4 separate regions of the Sus scrofa genome follow, and all the other regions are linked to region 1. The links are chromatin contacts, called in public HiChIP or PLAC-seq maps. All regions are on one chromosome and are shown on one strand. The core of a region is the stretch at or near the end of the contact, and the rest is flanking DNA. Distances in the headings are between cores, read along the strand shown.

Region 1 (2,879 bases), core at 295-2,794:
TTGACAGAGTCCTGCCTTTAGCCTTTAGCCGTGGCCTGAGTCTGTAAAGCTCATGGCCTGCCTTTCGGTCCTACTTTTGGAGGCTTGCATGGAGGCAGGAGAAGGGAGGCAGGAGGGTCCCGGGTGGGGTGGGGTGGGAAGAGGAATCCGGTCTGGACTTGGATCCCTCCCTCCCACACTACCTGGCAGATGGGGTTAATGATACCCCTTTCAGGTCAGTGGGAAGATTAAATTTCAGAATCTAAGCCCTCAGTTTCTCATCCAGCCCCTCTCCCAAACCCTTCTAGCTCTTCCAGTGGTCCAGATAACGATTTTCCCAATTCACCTGGAAGGATGAGCCGGCCTGTAGAACACCCCCCCTCACACCAGGCCTGCGAACTAAAGGGTCTTTGCAGCCCAGGGAGGAGGTAAACCCCAGCCACCCCCTCCCCCAAATACGCCTTTCTCACCAGATGCTCAGCAGATCGTGCAGGCAGAGCACTGATTCCAGCACACCCAGCACTGCTGAATCAGAACGTCTGGGGCACGGTGAGGCCCAGCACTCCGCGTCTGAACAAGCCTCTTGCTGGAGAAGGGCTGCCCCAGATTACAGGGCACCTGCCTGGCCCACCCTCTCTCCTCCTGGCCTGGGACATCAGGGGCAGCAGGAGGCAAGTCCCATCAGCACTTTTAGCTGGGACTGCTTTTTAGTGACTCACCTCCCAGACTTCCTGCAACAGACAACTCTAAATAGAGTCAGGTCCCCCCAACACACACACACACCCCAGCGGGCCCAGCCCCAACAGGGGAGACCTTCTTGTTTGGGGGGAAAACAGGAGGTGCCAAGGTGGGTGCCCCAAAGAGAGGAGTTTCTGCCTGCACAGCACAGGGGGCACTGGTTTAGCACATTTTGTTTACAGGCCTTTGTTATTAAGGAAATTGCTGTCAGTCAAGGTAATTCTAGCCCAGATGAGCAATAAATACGCTCCCAGCTAATCTTTCAGGGATTTTATTGGCACCTTGGGGGCAGAGGTTCCTTTACCCTGCCCACCCCCTGCCCCTCAAAGCAAAACCCTACTCCCCAGCTGCTCCCCCCCACCCCAGCTACTTGAACAACTCGGGGCATGTTTAGAAAGTGCACTCTAAAGTTAAGACAGGAGGCCTCTGGGCAAAGGTCGGAAGTGGCTTCCTGGTCCTACCTGGAAGCAGGGGATGGCCAAAGGATCTGAAATAAACCCTGGGCGACCTGATGGCTTGAGGCGAGCGCGAGCTCCTCTGGGCCTGCCCAGCACGCAGAGGGGGTCACCTGGCCTGCGGGCGCCTCTGTTCGGGGAGATCGCATCCCAGGCAGGGAGGAATGTCTCAAGGAGGGAGCCGGCTCGCAGGAGTCGGTTCCGGCGTGTGAGTTGCGGCGGCGAGCCCTCAGGGACACTGCCGGCAAGCCCTGGCCTGCAGAGACGGGGAGCCGGCCGGGGGAGAGCGCGAGTCGGAGCGAGCCCGAGTGCGCGCCCGCGCGCGCGCCCCGAGACTGCGTAGGGGGAGGGGAGCCCGCGGCAGCCACTCACAGGAACGGTAGTGAAGCCTCTGAACAACTTTAACTGTCAATCAGACTTAATGGAGTATTTAAAAAAATGGGGGGGGGGCGCCCTCTTGCTCCTCTCCGCGGCTGCCCCGGGAGCGAATGGATAAGGCGCCGGAGAAGAGGGAGTCCGATCCACGCGCGCTCCGCACCCGGGCCCTCTCCAAGTTGGAAAGGACAAAAAGAAGGCAATAAATGCTTACAAGGGAGAGAGAGGGAGCCGGATCGAGCGGCAACTCCCAGGCTCCGCTGGAAGAGAGAGGGAGGGAGGGAGCCGGAGAGAGCGAGCGCGCGCGAGGGCGAGCCATGCACGTAAAGAAACTGACACCCGGACCCCCCACTTCTCCTGCACGTTGCTGGCAATCAGATCGCTTTTAAGCAATTTCCTGAGCCCAAGAATAGCAATGAGACGGGAGACTTTTGCGGACTGAAATTGGGAGCTACAAGCACTTCCCCCCCCCCGCCCCCCAGCACACACACTGTTTTTTCCCCTGAAGAAGGGGTGGGGGGCGCTGCAATTTGGAAACAGCTCTTTTTTTTTTTTTAGTCTTGCACTTTGAAACCGCGGGACTGTAGCAGGGTGCGCGCGTGTGGTTGGTGCTTTTTTTTTTTTTTTTTTTTTTTTTTTTCCTTCCCTGCCTAAACTCCTCTGTCAGCCTGTAAACATTACCTGAGAATTCCCCAGCCGAAACGGCTGCTGGGGCAAGAAAGTTCTTGTTAGAACTTTCCACCTCCGGCTTCCCCTCCACCTCTCTTACTGTCCCAACCTTCTGAGACGCTTTTTCTCCTCCCGAGGATTTATCTCTTTCTCTCTCTCTCTCTCTCTTTTTTTTTTTTTTTTCCCCTTTTCCCACCCGATGCTTGCTTTGCATTTGGGAAGAGGTGATTTCTAGAGTGGCCAGGTGGGACGCCTCTCTTCCCCCTTATTTGGTTTATTTATTATTGTTGGGGGGGTATTTTCTTTTTTAAGTCCTATTTTGTTCGGTCCGGGGAGTTTCGCCCCCCCACCCCTGCCCGGCTCCGCGGCGCGGAGGATGGTGTGGAAATGGCTGGGAGCGTTGGTAGTGTTCCCTCTGCAGATGATCTATCTGGTGGTGAAAGCTGCCATCGGACTGGTGCTGCCCGCCAAGCTGCGGGACCTGTCGCGGGAAAACGTCCTCATCACCGGCGGCGGGAGAGGCATCGGGCGCCAGCTCGCTAGGGAGTTCGCAGAACGCGGCGCCAGAAAGGTACCGGGGCACCGCAACTCCAGGGGGTGGGGGCTGAAGGCGAGGGCGACCTCGGGGGTAGGGGGTGCGCCCACCTGCCACCGCTGCCAGAA
Region 2 (2,867 bases), core at 77-2,576, 530 kb after region 1:
CTACAATGAAGCTGGGGCAACACTGGATCCTTTAACCCCTGTGCCGAGTGGAGGATCAAACCTGTGTCCTGGTGGTGCAGAGACGCCTCAGATCCCGTTGCACCAAAGAAGGAACTCCAAGCATTATAACTTTTGGATTTAACACAAATCAGACTTCAGAAGGGACTCTTTCCTCTCTCCTACCCTGCTTTCTTCTTCCTTTTTTTTTTTTTTTTTTTTTTTTTTTGCATTTTTAGGGCCGTACCTGCGGCATATGGAGGTTCCCAGGCTAGGGGTCGAATCAGAGCTGTAGCTGCCGGCCTACACCACAACCACAGCAATACAGGATCCAAGCCATGTCTTCAACCTACACCACAGCTCACAGAAACGTGGGATCCTTAACCCACTGAGCAAGGCCAGAGATTGAACCTAAGTCCTCATGGATGCTAGTCAGATTCATTTCCACTGAGCCATGACGGGAACTCCCTCCTTTTATTTTTACAAATGAAGAAACCAAAGTTCAGAGGAGTTAAGCAATTTGGCCCAAGTCACACAGCTAGTAAGTGCCAAAGTCAGATTTTGAATCCAAATCTGGCTCCAGCCTTTCTTTCCCCAGGAGTGTGGAAGCTGCCTCCCCCCTCACCCCATCCAGGCTCAGGGATACACCCTAATCCGGAAAAGATTTCTGCAAGCTAGGGGAAGGGGCTTCCTCTTCCCTCTGAGCCTCAAGCCCAGACTCCTCCAACCAGAAACCCAGTCTCCCCCCAGTACACGTTATTCCTTTCTAACACTGGATTCAGTCAGATCCCCTACTCTCAGAAACCAGCCCTGCCCGGAGCAGAGAAGCCAGACTACACTGGACCCGCCCCCACCTATACCCGTGCAGTTAAGTGGGGGGCAGTGGAGATTCGAGGAGACCACTCCGCCGGAGTGCAGACAAGGGGAGCAAACAGCCTGATTCCCAGGACCAGGAGTCCCGGCCCCCACCCTTATCTGACCAAGTGTTTCTGGGCTAGACCTATACTCAAGGGTCTCCGTTTTCGCACGGGGTTAAAGAGAACAGCCTATCTGCCCTCCTCCAGCTCCGGCCGCGTTCTGGAGAGCTAAAGCTGTGCCACCGCAACCGGAAGGCCACATTCAAAAGGAAAACCGGGCAGCAAGAGTACCAGAGGTGGTGCCGGAGAACTCAGGAGCGGGACACTGGGAAGAGGGAGACAGCCTCCCTCTTCTTTCCCATCGCGGGCCCCGGCCCCTCCATGAGGACGAACGGAGGGCAACCAACTGAGCCGTTCCTCCGCATCCCTGACCCTGCCGCCCCGGCACTCACCGCCAGGAAACGCGGGCAACGCCCAGCCAGTAGCAGCCAGCGCGGCCGGGAGCTGTGCCCCGCCCACCCCATGCGTCACCGGCCGGGGCGGGGCCCTATCTGGCCTCCCTGATTGGTCAGATGCGGGAAGGCGGGACGCTCCCGCGAATGTAACTTCGCCTTCAGAAGCAGCAGTTTCAACATTGGGGCGGGGATAACAACGGAGCTCAACAGCTAATTGGTCGACTTCCTAGGTCGGGTACAAGCGATCGAAGGTCAGAATGGGGCGGGCCCCTGGGGAGGCGAGCTCCCATTGGTCAGGACTAGGCCGCGGGCTAGTTGGTGTTCAGTGGCGGCAGTTTCAGAGTCTGGATCTGTCTGCGTTCCAGAGCCAAACGATGCAACTCCGAGCGGGAGGGTAGGCGGCGGCTAGAGACGCATGATTTCCATACTTTCTTTCGAATGTTTGTGCCTATTTTGTGCCAAGGGGCACTGCACTAAACACCGGGATGAGGTCCTTGCCTGGAGCATGGCGAGTGGAGACAGTGGGTAAGATATGAACACGGATAACTTAAGACTCAGTCTGTAAAATATGGGCAAGTTTATAGGGAATGCCTACTTTTCACCAGGTATTGTCCATATCCCAGTGCATGCCAGCCTCATAAATGTGCTTTAAGGTGGGCATTATTGGGACTTCCCGTCGTGGCTCAGTGGTTAACGAATCCGACTAGGAACCATGAGGTTTCAGGTTCGATCCCTGACCTCGCTCAGTGGGTTAAGGATCCGGCGTTGCCCTGAGCTGTGGTGTCGGCCGCAGACGCGGTTCGGATCCTGTGTTGCTGTGGCCCTAGCCTGGGAACCTCCATATGCCGCGAGAAGCGGCCCTAGAAAAGGCAAAAAGACCAAAAAAAAAAAGACAAATAAATTTAAATTGACCGTATGACCCAGCAATTACATTGCTAGCTATCTACACAAGAGAAATGAAAATGTGTCCACACAATGACTTGTACAAGAATGTTCCTGGCAGCATTATTCCTAATAGCCACAAAAAAGGAGAAATAACCCAAATGTCCATCAACTCATAAATGGACAAACTAAAAAAGCTATCCAGACAGTGGAAACTACTTGGCAAGAAAAAGGACTGGAATACTGACCCAGGCTACCACGTGGATGAGCCTCAAACATTACACTAAGTGAAAGAAGCCATACATACTAAAAAAACATATTAAATGATTCTTGTTACGTGAAATGTCCAGAAAAGACAAACCTTTTTTTTTTTTTTTTTTTGTCTTTTTGCCTTTTCTAGGGCCGCTCCCACAGCATGTGGAGGTTCCCAGGCTAGGGGTCCAATCGGAGCTGTAGCTACCGGCCTACACCACAGCCACAGCAACGTGGGACCCAAGCCGCATCTGCAACCTACACCACAGCTCATGGCATTGCCAGATCCTTAACCCACTGAGCGAGGTCAGGGATCGAACCCGCCACCTCATTCATGGTTCCTAGTCGGATTCATTAACCACTGAGCCACGACAGGAACTCCAAGGCAAATCTTTAGAGACGTAAAGTAGATTAGCGATTCCCT
Region 3 (2,700 bases), core at 54-2,553, 610 kb after region 1:
CCACCCTCTCCAAAGCTGGACAACCTGGGCAGCCACCACACCTGCCTGGGCCTTAGTTTCCTCAGGTGCAACCCAGAGAGGGGAAGACCCACCTGGCAGGGGCAGAGCAGACCACAGAGGACACAGGTGAAGGTCAGACGGCTCCCCATTGTGAGCCACCCCTCCCACCCCTACCCCTGCCCAGGGGCCCCTCACCCCCAGGTGGTGAGGCCTGGGTGTGAATCCTGGTTCCAAAGCCCACATGCTGTGTGACCCTGGGCAAGTGAACCGACTCTAGGGCCTCAGTTTGCCCAGCTGGAAAATGGGAATGGAAGGATGCACATCTTAAGGATGTGATCCTGCTAAACTGATGCCTGACTCAGAGCGAGTGCTCTGTAAAGAGTAGCTACTGTCATTATTACCAGCGGTCATATTACTTGCCCCTCTGGGACTGAACGGGACTTTGGCCCTTCCAGCTGAGCGACTGTGGGAACCCCAACCCTAAGAGGGAAGTGTTTTGTCCAAGTCACCAGCGAGTCAGTGGACATGGAGTCTGAACTCAGAAACCCTCCGAAGCCCAGGCCTCCCATACCGATGGGTCCTAACCGAGACGGCCCCCAGCCCAGCCCTCCCCCACCCCCATCCCTCTCTCCCGCTCCGGGCCTCGGGTCCTCACCCTCCGGTTTGGCGTCACCCTTCGTTTCGGTCAGAAGCAGCCAGCCCAGTGGGGCCAGAAGTAGCAGGAGCCGCATGGCCAGGGCCTGGGGACGTCCGGCTGATCCAGCGGCTCTCGCAAAAAAGCTGGAAACTTCGCGACGGGGCCGGTGATCCCGCTGCCACGCACTGGGCCCGCCCCGGGGGCGGTGTCGCCCCGCCCCCACCGCCTGGGGGAAGGGTTTTCTGCAGACTCGCCCGAACCCGCGGCCTCTCCGAGTCCGGGCAGCTCCCTCCGGCCTGTCTCTGCGGCTCCCGGGTCCTGCCGCCGCCGACTTCCTCCCACCTTTCTCCAGGGGGCTGCACTCCGACCAGGAAGAGAAGGGGAGATGGGGGCGAGGCAACAATTTCCATACCCCAGACTCCGAGCCAAGGCTGGATGGTATCCTGAGCCTCAGTTTCGCCCCGGAGAAGTGGGATTTATAATGGCATCTATTCCTCGGACTCTATGCGCGGATTAATGACATCGTTACCTGCAGTGCGTTTAGAACAGCGCCTTGATAAACCCTCTAAATCTCAGTTCATGAGATTTCCTGAGTCCTTGGCCAGGGCCATGGCTATCAGGGTCTGAGCCTGGAGTGGGTGAGGCAGGGCAGCAATGTGTTCAGAAGCATCCACACCCCTGCGGAGCGGCTCCTGGCTGCTGGAAGTGAAGAAAGCACATGACCCCCCCCTCCACACACACACACACCATCCTTGCAAAAAGAGACTCACTTAGTCTGCCTTTTTGTCCCCGGGAGGCAAAGGTAATCTCCCATCCAGGGAAGGTCTTGTTCATGAGGTCCCATTGAATGAATGAATGAATGAAAAAGTGTTCCCTGGTGGCCTAGCAATTAAGGATCTGATGTGGTCACTGCTATGGCTTGGGTCACTGCTGTGGCACAGGTTCCATTCCAGGCACAGGAACTTCTGCATCCCACAAAGCGAAAGAAAGAAAGAAAAAGGGGAAGAGGTGCTCTCATCGTGGCGCAGCAGAAACGAATCTGACTAGGAACTATGAGGTTGCAGGTTCGATCCCTGGCCTCACTCAGTGGATCCGGCATTGCCGTGAGCTGTGGCGTAGCTCGGATCCCACATTGCTGTGGCGGTGGCATAGGCCGGTGGCTACAGCTCCGATTAGACCCCTAGCCTGGGAACCTCCATATGCCACAGGTGCGACCCTGAAAAGACAAAAATTTAAAAAAAAAAAAAAAGAGGAAGAAAGAAAGGAACCATTTAGGGTCTTTTCACAGATGTGGATCTTCAAGGCCCAACAAAGAACTCAATGGTTTTTAGAATGAGAACTCCTGGAGCAGAGGTCAGCTAGAGGCAACCATCTCTTGAGAAACAACAACAGCAAAACTCCCAAAACTCCCTTCCTTGGAAGAGACCCTGAAACAGAGGTGTGGGGGCCTATTTTCAGCAAGTTAGGCTCCAGAGAGGTGGGTAGTGAGTACAAACCTGGGTGGCGGAGGGAAGAGAAACGTCCTGGTTATCAGTGAGCAACGAATATACACCATATACAGTCCAAACAAAGCCAACACATGTTCTTGTTTGAAGGTAGGTACAACCCCTGGCCACCAAGGAGGTCATCTCATTGTAGAGAGATTTGTTACCGTAAAGACGGTAAAAGTGAGGCCTGGGGGGCGGGGGGGGGGGTACCCAGCAGCACGGTCAAGGTCAAAAGGCAACTAAAGTGAAGAGACATGAATGCAATCCAGAGCCACCCATCTGGGACCTGGAACTCAGGGGTGGGGGTGGTTTTTGCAGCTGGGGACAGGATTTGGTGCCAGAGTCAACCGGATGTTTTTGCATGCAGGAGCCTGCAGACTGAAATTCCAGCTCCTCCAAGGAGGAAATGAAAGGATAAGCAGAGGGGAAGAGTCGGAGCATGTGTCGGCTGGCTCAGTTTTCAAAGCTCTGACTCAGGCCATGTTGCCCACAGCCCTGCGAGGTGGGCAGTCATGGCTCCATTTTCCGAAATAGGAAACCGGGGCTCAGAGAAGTGACGCCAGTTGCTCGAAGTCA
Region 4 (2,865 bases), core at 348-2,847, 570 kb after region 1:
GATGGTGAGAGAACTTCACAGGGTAGGCATCATGGACGCGGCTAGAGTCAAAAAGACGAAAAGAATTTGAGTTCTCCTCTGTCCTATCTCACGTTGAGGTTGGCTGCTGATTGCGTTGACTCCAATTCTGACTTGTTGGAAAAGAAAAGGTACAGGTCAACAGGCAGCAAAAAAGAAAAAAAACAAAAACTAAAAACTGGTGCCAAACAAGTCTAACCAAGTTGAAAAGCCAAGCAAACTCATCCCCGAGGGAAGCTTACTCATTGAGGCACTGGCGTGGTATGTGAGGAAGTTCCCTGAGGAAAAACACAACACGCAGGTGTGGGGCCAAGCCTAGGTGTGCACAAACACGTGTTCAGCCATGTGCTGGGGAGAAGCAGGGACCCTGGCAAAGGCACAGCCAGAGGCGCGAGGAGTGGGCAGAACAAGGACAGGGACTGGGCTGAGGACTGTGGAATGGAGGACTAGAGATGGGAGGGTGGAGTTGAGACACAGAAGTGCAACTTATTGAAAGCCTCCACCTGCCAGATGCTGTAAAATGTCTTAATTCTCAATTCTGTGGTGCAAAGAGTTATGCTAGTTAAGTGGCCAAGCTGCAACTGAGATACTCCCTCCTGGTGACTGCAAAGCTCCCTTGCTTTCTATTAGGTGCATCTGTCTCACCCCACCCTTGGAGAGGGAAAGGGTGACAGAGCCCCTAATGGGAGGAGGAAAAGAGAGAAAATAAAGGAATTAAAGGAACAGGGCAACACAGACTTACAATAGAGGGGAATGGCAGTTTTGGCCTCATGATCCAAGCAGCTAATTATTCGGCATCTTCTGTCTGCCTTGCGTCTGTGTGTGTTTGTGCCAGGCATTAAAGTTAGGGATGGATAAAAAAACAGTCCCTGCCTTCAAACGGAGCTTACCGTTCATTTAGAAGCCAAACAAGTAAAGAGACGACTGTGCGAGAGCAATAAGTGCCCAAATTTGGGGAAGTCGGAGCAGGGCACCTACAGTGATGAACGTGGGCACCTATCATGCGCTGAATACGTGCCGGCAAATACAGAGAACTGGATGAGAAATGGGGAAAGGGTTGGGGTGGAATGCGGCGGTGAAGAGTGAGCAAGCAAAGGGTGACAAGTAGCCTCAGGGATTCCCCCCCCCCAGTCCAGCGTCCCGCCCCCTCCTCTCTGGGCCGCGGAGAGCCCGGCGGCGAGGCTGGAGCGTGGGGGCGCCTGCCAGCCCGGATTCGGAGCCCCCGGGAACCTGGTGTCCCACTGGCGCACGCCAGGCTACTCAAGACTCGCCGGGCTGGGCTGGCCCCGGCCCACCGCCCAGTGTGCTCGCCCTCTCACCTTCACCTTCCCGGCCTCCTGTCAGCCATCATACCCCCGACGTCACCAACAAGCGCCACCCCGGGGACAGGCGGGAGGAGAAGGGCGCGCGAGTCACCAGCCGCCTCAGGTTCGCCGTTCTGACCTCGGTGAGTCCGGGGACTCTGAGCTCAGCGTGTTCGACCCTACTAGTTCCTATGGGTCAGGGGGTCCTCTGGCTCAGCGCCTGGAGAAGCATCTCAACTCGTTTATTCACCGCCCTGGCGTCCCAAACCGATGACGCACACGCGAGGACACGCGCTGCATCATGGGGGCTGTAGTTCCGCTGGGCGCCGATCAGGGGCTGGGGTGGGCGGGGCCTCGAGCTGTCAAGGGGAACAGAAACCAAGGGCCTGCATTAGATGTTCCCGCTCTTTCGTTTGTTGCTCTAGAGTTTTACCCTAAGGCTTCTGCCAGCTCTGGAATCCAGCTTGCGCTTGGTAATTTTAGAAAAGAGCTCCCAAGAGAAAGACAGAGAGTAAGCCTTGGCCTGCCGCCCTTCAGTTGACTTTGAGGAAGTAAGAACAGCAACCATCCCTGAGCAGGAGAACCTAACATACTTCACGTGAACCTTCACAATAGTACCAGTTGGCTCAGAGGGGAGATGATTCCAGCTCACATATGGCAGATCACTGGGAGCCTTATTATGTGCCGGGCACTGGGATACAGCAGTAAACAGTCTCTTGATGGCCTCAGGGACAGCGGGGGAGGCTCTAAGCCTGCGCTGTCCAGACTGGTAGCCACCCAGCCACGTGTTGCTATGAAATCCTGAAATGTGGCCAGTGCAAACTGAGATGTGCTGGAAGGCTGGAAGGCTTGGTAGGAAAAAGAATGTAAACTATCTCACTGATATTTGTGTATTGATTACATGTATAATAATAATATTTTGGATAAATTGGGTTAAATAAAATATGCTGCTAAAATTAAGTTCTCCAGTTTCTTTTTACTGTTGAGAATGTGGCTACTAAAAAATCTAAAGCCACACAAGTGGCTTGCTGTGATATCGTGGGTTTTTAAAAAATATTTTATTTTATTTATTTTTATTGTATTGTATTTATTTTATTTTTGCTTTTTAGGGCTGCACCTGTGGCATATGGAAGTTCCCAGGCTAGGGGTCGAATCGGAGCAACAGCTGCCGGCCTACACCACAGCCATAGCAACACTGGATCCGAGCCGCATCTGCGACCTACACCACAGCTCACAGCAACACCGATTCCTTAACCCACTGAGCAGGGCCAAAGATTGAACCCATGTCCACATGGATACTAGTCGGGTTTGTTTTTGCTGATCCACAACAGGAACTCCGATATTGTGGTTTATAATAAGCATTATAGGAGTTTCCATTGTGGCTCAGTGGCTTAAGAACTTGACTAGTATCCATCCATGAGGGAGCGGGTTTGATCCCTGGCCCCACTCAGTGGGTTAAGGATCTGGCATTGTCACGAGCTGTGGCAGAGGTCAAAGATACAGCTCAGATCAGGTATTGCTGTGGCTGTGGCATAGGCAGGCA

What was found. HiChIP or PLAC-seq counts read pairs in DNA pulled down with a chosen protein or histone mark.
Region 2: an H3K27ac HiChIP or PLAC-seq map of alveolar macrophages shows a contact between it and region 1. The contact joins the promoter of MIIP here to the promoter of DHRS3 in region 1. A contact is called at or near these places in 1 of 5 promoter capture datasets (fetal liver) and 1 of 2 datasets of contacts at active chromatin or transcription factors (alveolar macrophages).
Region 3: an H3K27ac HiChIP or PLAC-seq map of alveolar macrophages shows a contact between it and region 1. The contact joins the promoter of PLOD1 here to the promoter of DHRS3 in region 1. A contact is called at or near these places in 1 of 5 promoter capture datasets (fetal liver), 1 of 47 Hi-C or Micro-C datasets (retroperitoneal adipose tissue) and 1 of 2 datasets of contacts at active chromatin or transcription factors (alveolar macrophages).
Region 4: a contact with region 1 is called in an H3K27ac HiChIP or PLAC-seq map of alveolar macrophages. The contact joins the promoter of MFN2 here to the promoter of DHRS3 in region 1. A contact is called at or near these places in 1 of 5 promoter capture datasets (fetal liver) and 1 of 2 datasets of contacts at active chromatin or transcription factors (alveolar macrophages).

The regions. Positions count from the first base shown.
Region 1 is chr6:72,597,898-72,600,776 of Sscrofa11.1, reverse strand. It overlaps DHRS3 (short-chain dehydrogenase/reductase 3), which reads left to right and starts at 1,544. Exons shown (of 6, transcript XM_021095382.1): 1 at 1,544-2,787. The coding sequence starts at 2,593.
Region 2 is chr6:72,063,157-72,066,023 of Sscrofa11.1, reverse strand. MIIP (migration and invasion inhibitory protein) reads right to left here and starts at 1,326. Exons shown (of 10, transcript NM_001244704.1): 1 at 1,146-1,326.
Region 3 is chr6:71,986,541-71,989,240 of Sscrofa11.1, reverse strand. PLOD1 (procollagen-lysine,2-oxoglutarate 5-dioxygenase 1) reads right to left here and starts at 1,303. Exons shown (of 19, transcript XM_003127577.5): 1 at 656-1,303. The coding sequence starts at 731.
Region 4 is chr6:72,025,244-72,028,108 of Sscrofa11.1, reverse strand. It overlaps MFN2 (mitofusin-2), which reads right to left and starts at 1,597. Exons shown (of 19, transcript XM_021095349.1): 1 at 1,338-1,597; 2 at 1-127.